Regions from separate parts of the Sus scrofa genome. Here region 1 is linked to region 2. The links are chromatin contacts, called in public HiChIP or PLAC-seq maps. All regions are on one chromosome and are shown on one strand. The core of a region is the stretch at or near the end of the contact, and the rest is flanking DNA. Distances in the headings are between cores, read along the strand shown. Region 1 holds the start of LOC733579 (tripartite motif protein TRIM5). Region 2 holds the start of LOC110255360 (interferon-induced very large GTPase 1-like).

Evidence for each region. HiChIP or PLAC-seq counts read pairs in DNA pulled down with a chosen protein or histone mark.
Region 1: an H3K27ac HiChIP or PLAC-seq map of alveolar macrophages shows a contact between it and region 2. The contact joins the promoter of LOC733579 here to the promoter of LOC110255360 in region 2. A contact is called at or near these places in 1 of 5 promoter capture datasets (fetal liver) and 1 of 2 datasets of contacts at active chromatin or transcription factors (alveolar macrophages).

The regions. Positions count from the first base shown.
Region 1 is chr9:4,168,553-4,172,760 of Sscrofa11.1, forward strand. LOC733579 (tripartite motif protein TRIM5) reads right to left here and starts at 1,681. Exons shown (of 8, transcript NM_001044532.1): 1 at 1,503-1,681.
Region 2 is chr9:2,929,571-2,933,977 of Sscrofa11.1, forward strand. LOC110255360 (interferon-induced very large GTPase 1-like) reads left to right here and starts at 1,878. Exons shown (of 3, transcript XM_021062326.1): 1 at 1,878-2,066.

The sequences.
Region 1 (4,208 bases), core at 431-2,930, 1.2 Mb after region 2:
CTTTGAGGCCACATGGTTGATAATACAACAAGCCTGATGTGTGACGTGCGTTTGGGCTACAAAGACTATATAGATCTTAAAGGCCAGTGGGCAAGTGTAGACCTTTTTTCACAAGAGGATTATGACTCTTACCGCCAAATCTGTCTTTTTTGGGAAAGAAAAGGTCAGCCCCTGGAAACTGTGCTCATGCTGTGAGGCCACGCAACCCATCCTTCGCAGGACTAGGCCTCTCTAACCTCCAGTAGTTGGTTACACAAGCATCTGGTCTATTTCCTACAAAGCTGTGATGACTGGGAAAACTCACCTCCTGACCCACTTAAGCACCATCTCTGAGAGCTCACCTGAGGCAGCCATGCCATTGCTGTGCCTCCTGTCCTGCAACCCCGGGTCAACCCGAGGGAACCTGGCAGTTCACGTCTTTTGAGGTTACATGGGCAGGATCGGCAATCCCGATTGGAAACCACGGCTGGTGGTCGGTTAGAGTGGGTACCACGGAATGACAGTTACAAGCATGTTCGTTTTCCAACCTGGACTCAATAGGAGGAGCTTGAATTTCTAGGTTGAGAAATTCTGTCAGAGGCTCCAGGAAAATGAGGCTAAGAAACCATCAACACAGAGAGGGGGGATCTCAGAAGATATTCACGTCTTGACGGCTGCCCATGCTCAATGGTAGAAGAAAGAACTCCAGTGTGAGACAAATGATAAAGTTCGCTCTTCTGCACAAGGAAAGGAGAACCTATGGAAACTACATAGAGATACACCGAGACTACGGAGAGTCTCCCTGTGTGCCCTGTTCATTGCACAGGAAGGGCCCCTGACAAAGAACGAGGCTGCACACGGACGGGAAATAGACGCTAGCTAAAGGTGCAGATACTGAAAATAGCCTAGAAGCAACACCTAGTTCGCCCCTGGCTGCAAAGCCGACCATCCAGGTCACCCACTGATAAGTAATAAGGTCAGAGACAGACATTTTATCAGTTCATGATGCGAGCTACTTCCCCCTGTGGTGGTGGGGCTTCCCATTATTTCTCATCCCCCTCAAGTCCCAGCCCATGAACACAGAAGAGGCTGCAGAGCTGCCCACAGTCACACCACTAGGCTCCCGAGCACGGAGGGGCCAAGAGGATGGAAACCAATCCACCCCCCCCCCCCGCCGCGCAAATGCTGTCACACCAACGGACTAACCCATCAGGACTCAAAGACCCCCCTGCCCTGGTTCCTGGCACATTCTCGCTCTGAACAGTCAAGGATGCCGGCTGTCTTCAGCAAGGTGCCATATTCACATGTACAGACCAGGAAGGCCAGGTGGGTAGATCCGGCCTGGATAAATGCACAGTCCCTCCGTGGAACAAGCAAAGCCTGGCTTGCCTTCCCCCCTCCCTTCCTGTAAGCCTCGCCCTCCCCCAGAGGGCCCTTCAGTCCGGCCTTGCTCTCAGCAGGAAGCCTGCAAGCTGGGCTTTTTCCACCCTCTGGAACGGCCTCCAGACAACCGTTCAACTCACCCAAGCAGCTTCAGGTTTTCCTCCGGAGTCTCCCCAACTCTGCCTTCCACCAACCACTCAGTGTTCTTCAATACTGAGAAGAAGGACCGGAGGGCCTGGGCAGATGGGCTCAGATCCACTCACTGACCTCGGGCTCCACCCAGAAGACCTGCCGCGGCAGCTGAAGGAAAACGAAAGTTAAATTCTAGGAGGTGGAGCTTGGGCAGGAAAGGAGAAGAGAAACTGTATAGCAAGAGGACAAAGCCAGGCCTCCCCAGAGGGTCCCTGAGACTTGACAAGGCTTTTGCGCCTGAGCCTGGGCCACAGGCTGGTTTTGTTGTTGCTGCTGCTGTTGTTGTTTTGTTTATGGCCACACCCACAGCACATGAAATTCCCAGGTCAGGGCCTGAATCCGAGCCACAGCCCTGCCACCCATACCCATGCCACAGGGACCTGAGAAGCTGCTATGGGATTCTTTTTTGCTTTTTTCGTTTTTCTTTTTTTTTTTTTTTGCTTTTTGGGCTGCACCTGCAGCATATGGAGGTTCCCACTCTAGGGTTTGAATCAGAGCTACAGCTGCTCTCTTGCACCACAGCTCACGGCCACACCAGATCCCTGACCCACTGAGCGAGGCCAGGGACTGAACCCACGTCCTCACGGATACTGGTCGGATTCTTTTCTGCTGCACCACAATGGGAACTCCTGCTATAAGATTCTTAACCCACTGTACCACAGCGGGAACTCCCCAGTGGCTGCATTTTTATCCTTAGCTCAGCGCTACTCCCGGAAGGTTGTTCCCATGGCTCCTCAGACTAACCCATCCGCGGGATAACGAGACATCCTGAGCAACGCAGTTTCACACGCAAGCCCCTTGCCTTGTGTCTTTACACACGATCTGTCAAGAGGGGGAGGAAAGTACCCCCCTCACCCAGTGAAGACCCGCACTCAGGGCTTAGGCTCACGGGAGGCAACCGTGCTGGCTCACCCTCTCCCGGCATGTGTCCACCAGCTGAACTAAGCCAATCTGGCCAGTCCGGGTCCTGGCAGGTCCCATTAGCGGGGCCACCACAGAGTGGGAAGGCACCAAAGCTGACTTTCAGAAGCTGGAGGCCATGTGGCCACATGGACCCTTTTGCTAAATAGGCTGAAAAAGATGACACTGTATGAAGTGCCATTTGCTGGGCTGCGTCATCTAATATGTAACATATAATCCCCATGATCTTAGAGTAATAAAAAGGCAGCAGGAAAATGTGTGTGATGGTTGACTTTAGGAGTCCACTCGCCCGGATCATTGGCTTCCCAGATGCAACCGGCTTTCTGGGTGTGTCTGGGAGGGTGTCATTTCCAGATGAGATTAGAATTGCATCTGTGCCCTCAGTAAGGTCGTTTGCTGTCCGCAAGGTGGGTGGGCAAGGGCCGATTTGCTAAGGGCCTGAAGAGAACAAAAATGTGGAAGGAGGAAGAATTTGTACTTTTCGGCCCTGCCGGCCTCCTTCAGCTGGGCTTTAGCTCTTCTCCGGTCCTTAGACAAATATATTTCTTTTTTCTCATTTCCTATAGACGTTTATTTTTATTTTTTTATTTTTTTCTCGTTTTTAATTAAAATATAGTTGATTTACAGTATTGTGCTAATTTCTGCTGTACGGCAAAATGACCCAGCCGTGCATAGATATACCTTCTTTTTCCCATATTATCTTCCATCATGTTCCGTCACAAGAGACTGGAAGTTTCCTGAGCTGTACAGTAGGACCTGATGGCTTACCCATTCTAAATATAATAGTTTGCATCTACTCTACCCCATAAGTACAGGGGAAAAGAGCTGGAAATGAAAATGCCAAAAGACACGGGGACCCAGCCACGTGCTGCACCTTTACTCACTGCAGTAGCGTTTGCCCTGCGTCTCCCTGGAGGAGGAGAAAAGCCTTGACTTCATTCTGAGGCTCACGGCAGCCTTTCCGCTCCCTGGAAAGCGTGAGGCTGACCAGGAATAGGAAACACGGACTTACACCACGACTGAGGAAGCCCGGGACCGAACTTCCAACCCCCTGTCCCGGTAGGTCACAGCGTGAACGAGCAACCTGTAAAAAGATGTATCTGGGCAAACAGAGAAAAGGCTTTCCAGTAAAAAGAATGACTGTGACCACAGAAAAAAATATCAAATCTCTTTTTTTCTAGTATATTCTTAAGGAAGCTGTGCCAGTAATTGCAATAAAACCCTGGGTATCTATGAAGAGATAACACATTCTTTTATAATGAAGAAATATTTGTTATATGCACAATACAGCATTGTTACCTATAGGCTCTAGGACTCATCCATTTTGTGTAAATCAAACTTTATGTCCATTTTAAGCAACTCCTTAAAAACTTGCTAAAAGGCCGGATTTCCTGTTAAGTAGTCTTACCACCATAAAAAAAAAGGCAACATGATTGATAGCAGAGTATTAAAATGGAAAATCAAAAAGAATGTTTAGAGAAAAGAAACAACAGCCCAGAATTATATACTCGGAAAGCTATTTATCTGCAAAGTAAAATAAAAATATTTGAAGATTTAAAAAATAGGTTTCTTATGCAAAATGATTAGATTAAAATGATTTGTGAACCCTTAACCAAATTAGTCTTTATCAAAGCAGTGCAAAGGTATGAATGTTTAAAGTAGATTACTTTGCATTCTTCACATTAATATTTCAAGCCACAGAAAACTAATTGATACCAATCTGGGTTACTGCT
Region 2 (4,407 bases), core at 628-3,127:
GCATTGAGGGTGGAGCTGCGTGGTGAAAGGAACTTGTGGGTGAAGCTGATTCTGAGCCCATAGGATTGCTTTACCGCCTTCCTTAATTTATACAGTTACTGAATCTTACCATTTACGGAAAACTGCTGACACTGGGAGAACCAGAGGTGGCTCAGACACAGACTGTCATCTCTAGACCCAGAGCACAGCAACAGAGAAGACAGGGGTGCTGATACAAGGCCCAGCATACGAATGCAGAAGAAACTATACTCAGGTCCCAGGGAAACACTGGGGGGAACACGGCAGCTGCAGATGCTCCACTTGGCGTCCCGGGTTCTGATAGATTTGACCTTCAGACCAATTATGCACCCAGGAAAAAAGAATTCATATCTGACTATCTGCTTTCGGCTACGTAAGCACTGAGCGAGATGAACTGGTTTTATCCGCATTAACATCAGGGGTGGTAGCCAGTGCCCCTGGTACACACTCATGCCATCACTTGGCCGCTTCTCCCTTATTTAGCTCACCCTCCCACCCAAGACTCAAGCAAATGTACCAGTAACTGTCGGATCCTGAACTCAAACTAATGACAGACATTAAAACTCTTGCTTATTAGAAAACAGCTATGCTCTTAATCTAAAAGTGGGAAAAAATAAGTCTTATTGGAAGGACACCATGCCAGCCCCCCTATACCTTCTTTGTGCCTCATGTCAACTCACTAAAATACCTATTAATATCCGCACATATAACTGAGGAAACAAGCTCAGCAAGATAAGCTAATTTCCTTACTTAATCACCATACATTTTGTTCATCTATATATTTCATGTCTGGGGTATAAAGATGAATAAGACTGACCCCGCCCCCCCCCCAACTGGTTGGAGCACAGGGAGGTAGGATGTTTGAGGTTTGGGGGATGGGAGGATGTAAGAGACCATCGAGGGCTACCACGCAGCACCTGTGGTGGGAGCACTGTGCGAGTGTGATAAATGCTCTGAGAGGACAGCCGTGAAGCGATCGGGAGCGGTCCACGCAGTTGGAGTTTTGCAGGTGTACTGGGAGCAGGAGGGGGAATTATGGGGTGATATGGGTAGGACTTCCCGGAGAACTGGAGAAGATGAATGTGGGTTTACCCGGAAGACTACATGTGTCAGACCTGGAAAGCTTAAAATAGAAGAACAAGGAAGCAGGAGGTACTGATCTATAAGCAACATTATAATGAATTAGATCATGGAGAAATTTAATAGTCAATGAAACATAATGCTTTACATAGGATTTAGGTGTGAGAGAAAACAGTCAGATTTTTAACATTACTAAAAACTCTAATAGGAAACGGAAGAGTGAAATTCTCTTTCCCACCATAAACACACAAACTGCTTTCAAGAGTTAGCTCCCTTTAATGCTGAATCGTCCAAATCTAAACACTGTTGGAAATTTGTTAATTTTCAGATCAACCACAAGGAAAACAGCTAAGTCTAGCAAGAAGGTCTTTTATGGGAAATAGAGAGGAACAAGTTTCACGAGCCCTGGGCACATGCTTCCCTGTTTGTCCTCCGGTGACTGGCTTGAGAACTAAAAAGAGTTACAGCAGGTTCCCTGAGGAAGACAGCCTAATGTGCCCGCATCTCTTCTCCCAAATTCTTTCCCAATCTTGTTTCTGCCATGCTCTTCATGCAGAATTCACCCCACCCCACCATTCCCTCTCTCTTCTCTCTCTCTCTCTCTCTCTCTCTCTCTCTCTCTCACACACACACACACACACACACACACACACACACACACCATTACTCTTCCATTTGCAGTAATTTCAACACCTAGGAATCATAACATAAATAAATAAATAAATAAACAGCAACCGATTCCTTTAAATCAGCTGATTTTTTTTTAGGACAAAAAAAGCAAAAGTGAAACCAGTTTTTCACTTCTGGCTTGGAGGATAAATAAGGCTCTGTCAGCACAGAGGGCGCTGAAAGTCTAGGCTGGAGATTTCAGCCTGCAAACTCCCAGACTCCAGGAAGGAACCTTCTCTGCTTTCTCTCTAGTCTCTTTGGAGCACCTTGAGGACAGGAGCTTGGCTTCAAGAAGACAGGTAGGTGACGGCGAAGGAGGGAAATGAGGTAGACAGAGAGAGAAAACAACATACTCAGAGACCAAACCAGAAACAGAGCTCGATGGAAACAGGCATAGAGACCGTCAGAAACCCAGGAAACACAGGCAGATTAAGGCATGATCAGAAATAGAATCTGGCATTCTCAGGACTCCAATAAGCAGCTCCGAATCTGGTGGAAAGGGAGTGCGCTATTGAAAGACAGCTTGGTAAATTAAACAATTTGGTAATTCATACTAAAAATAAAAATAAATCTAGACAGGGAAAAAGGGACTTTCAGAGAATTATTGCAATACGGGGAAGGAGACCAGTGCAATAAATAAAACAAACATAGAGCTGCAAGCATCTCAAAGGCCAGGCAGAAGGAATTTTCTCCCACTATGGGAAAGGGGCATCAAAGAACATACCTCTAGGTAGTGAGATGATCAGGGGCTGTTGTACTCTTAGGAAGAATCACGAAGGGGAGGTTGCATGCTGGGTCAGGAGATGGGGGTCAAATTAAGGGGACTAGAGAAAGGAGAGAAGCTTTACTTATGTTTAGTTTCAAGCACCTTTTAATTGATCGGGGGGCAAACAGCTCAGCTAATCCTTTCTGAGTCCAAGAATGGGACTTCAAAGGTCTGCGTCTGGCCTCAAGATAAGAAATAAAGGGACACGTGCGTGAGTCTCATCTAAGTCTTACGGGGAGCAGCAGCGGGTCTTTGCGATAAGCTAATTCTTAGAACACAAAGGGTGGATGGACTTCCTTAACCATCACTGCTTTCCAGGAGTAAAGGATTCAGGAAAAGTTTCACACTGTCCTATGATTCATGTAAGGAACAGGTGCTATGGTAAGCACAGAGAAGAGGGCTATTAACGCCATCTGGAAGATGAATGGAAGGCTTCACAAATAAGAAACTTGAATTGTTTAGGGGTATAGGGTCCTGGGAAGCACTCCTGTAATATGTTATAGCGGAGGGAAAGAAATTCCCTTCTAGATTTCTTTTGGCTAGTCTAACAACTGAACTGATATAAGACATTAACAGGAAGGCGTTCCCGTCGTGGCTCAGTGGTTAACGAATCCAACTAGGAACCATGAGGTTGCAGATTCGATCCCTGGCCTCCTCAGTGGGTTAAGGATCAGGCGTTCCCGTGAGCTGTGGTGTGGGTTGCAGACGCGGCTCGGATCCCGCGTTGCTGTGGCTCTGGTGTAGGCCAGTGGCTACAGCTCCGATTGGACCCCTAGCCTGGGAACCTCCTTGTGCCGCGGGAGCGGCCCAAGAAAATGGCAAAAAGACAAAAAAAAAAAGACATTAACAGGAAAAAGCCAAATTTAATTACATGCTCACAGGAACCCCGCCAAAACAGGAAGGTCAAAGGCACTCAGGCAATTGAGGCTTACGTACCATCCTGAGCTAAGGAGAAGGAAGCTTCAAAGGGGAGGATGGCAATTCACAGGAAGAGGAGAGACCAGCACAGGACTGGTAAAAAATGTTTACCATGCCATGCAGACAAACACCTCTCTGATATAAAAAGTTATCTCTGGTGATAGCCCTTTATGGACATTTAGGGTACTTCCAGTTTTTTGGCTGTTATGAGAAAAGCTGCTGTGAAATCCATACATAAATCATTGCGTGGACATACATTTTCGGTTTTCTTAGATAGGTATCTAGTAGTGAAGTGTCTGAATTGTGTGGTATATGCATGTTTCACTTCTTAAGAATTGCCAAACAAGTTTTTAAAGGGGTTACTAATGGGAACTCCCTGGTGGCCTAACAGTTACGGATCAGCATTGTCACTGCTGTGGCTTGCCTTTGATGTCTGGCCCTAAGAACTTCTGCATCCCCTGGGTGCACCCCCCAAAAAAAAGTGGTTACCTCCAACAGTGATGCATGTTCTAGCTGCTCTGTACCCCCTCCTGCTACTTGATATTGTTAGTCTTTTTACTTGAGCCTTTCTGATGAGTGTGTACCATTTCCTTGTCTATTCAAACTCTGCCCCTTTCTTTCTGCATTATCTCACATTTTATTAACTATAAGAATCTACAGAACCTAGATACCAGTCCTTTGTCAGATATATGCATTGAAAATATTTTCTGGATTTCCCGTCGTGGCACAGTGGTTAACGAATCCGACTAGGAACCATGAGGTGCGGGTTCCATCCCAGCCCTCGCTCAGTGGGTTAAGGATCCGGCGTTGCCGTGAGCTGTGGTGTAGGTTGCAGACACGGTTTGGATCCCACGTTGCTGTGGCTCTGGCATAGGCTGGCAGCTACAGCTCCGACTGGACCCCTAGCCTGGGAACCTCCATATGCCGGTGGGAGCGGCCCAAGAAATAGCAAAAAG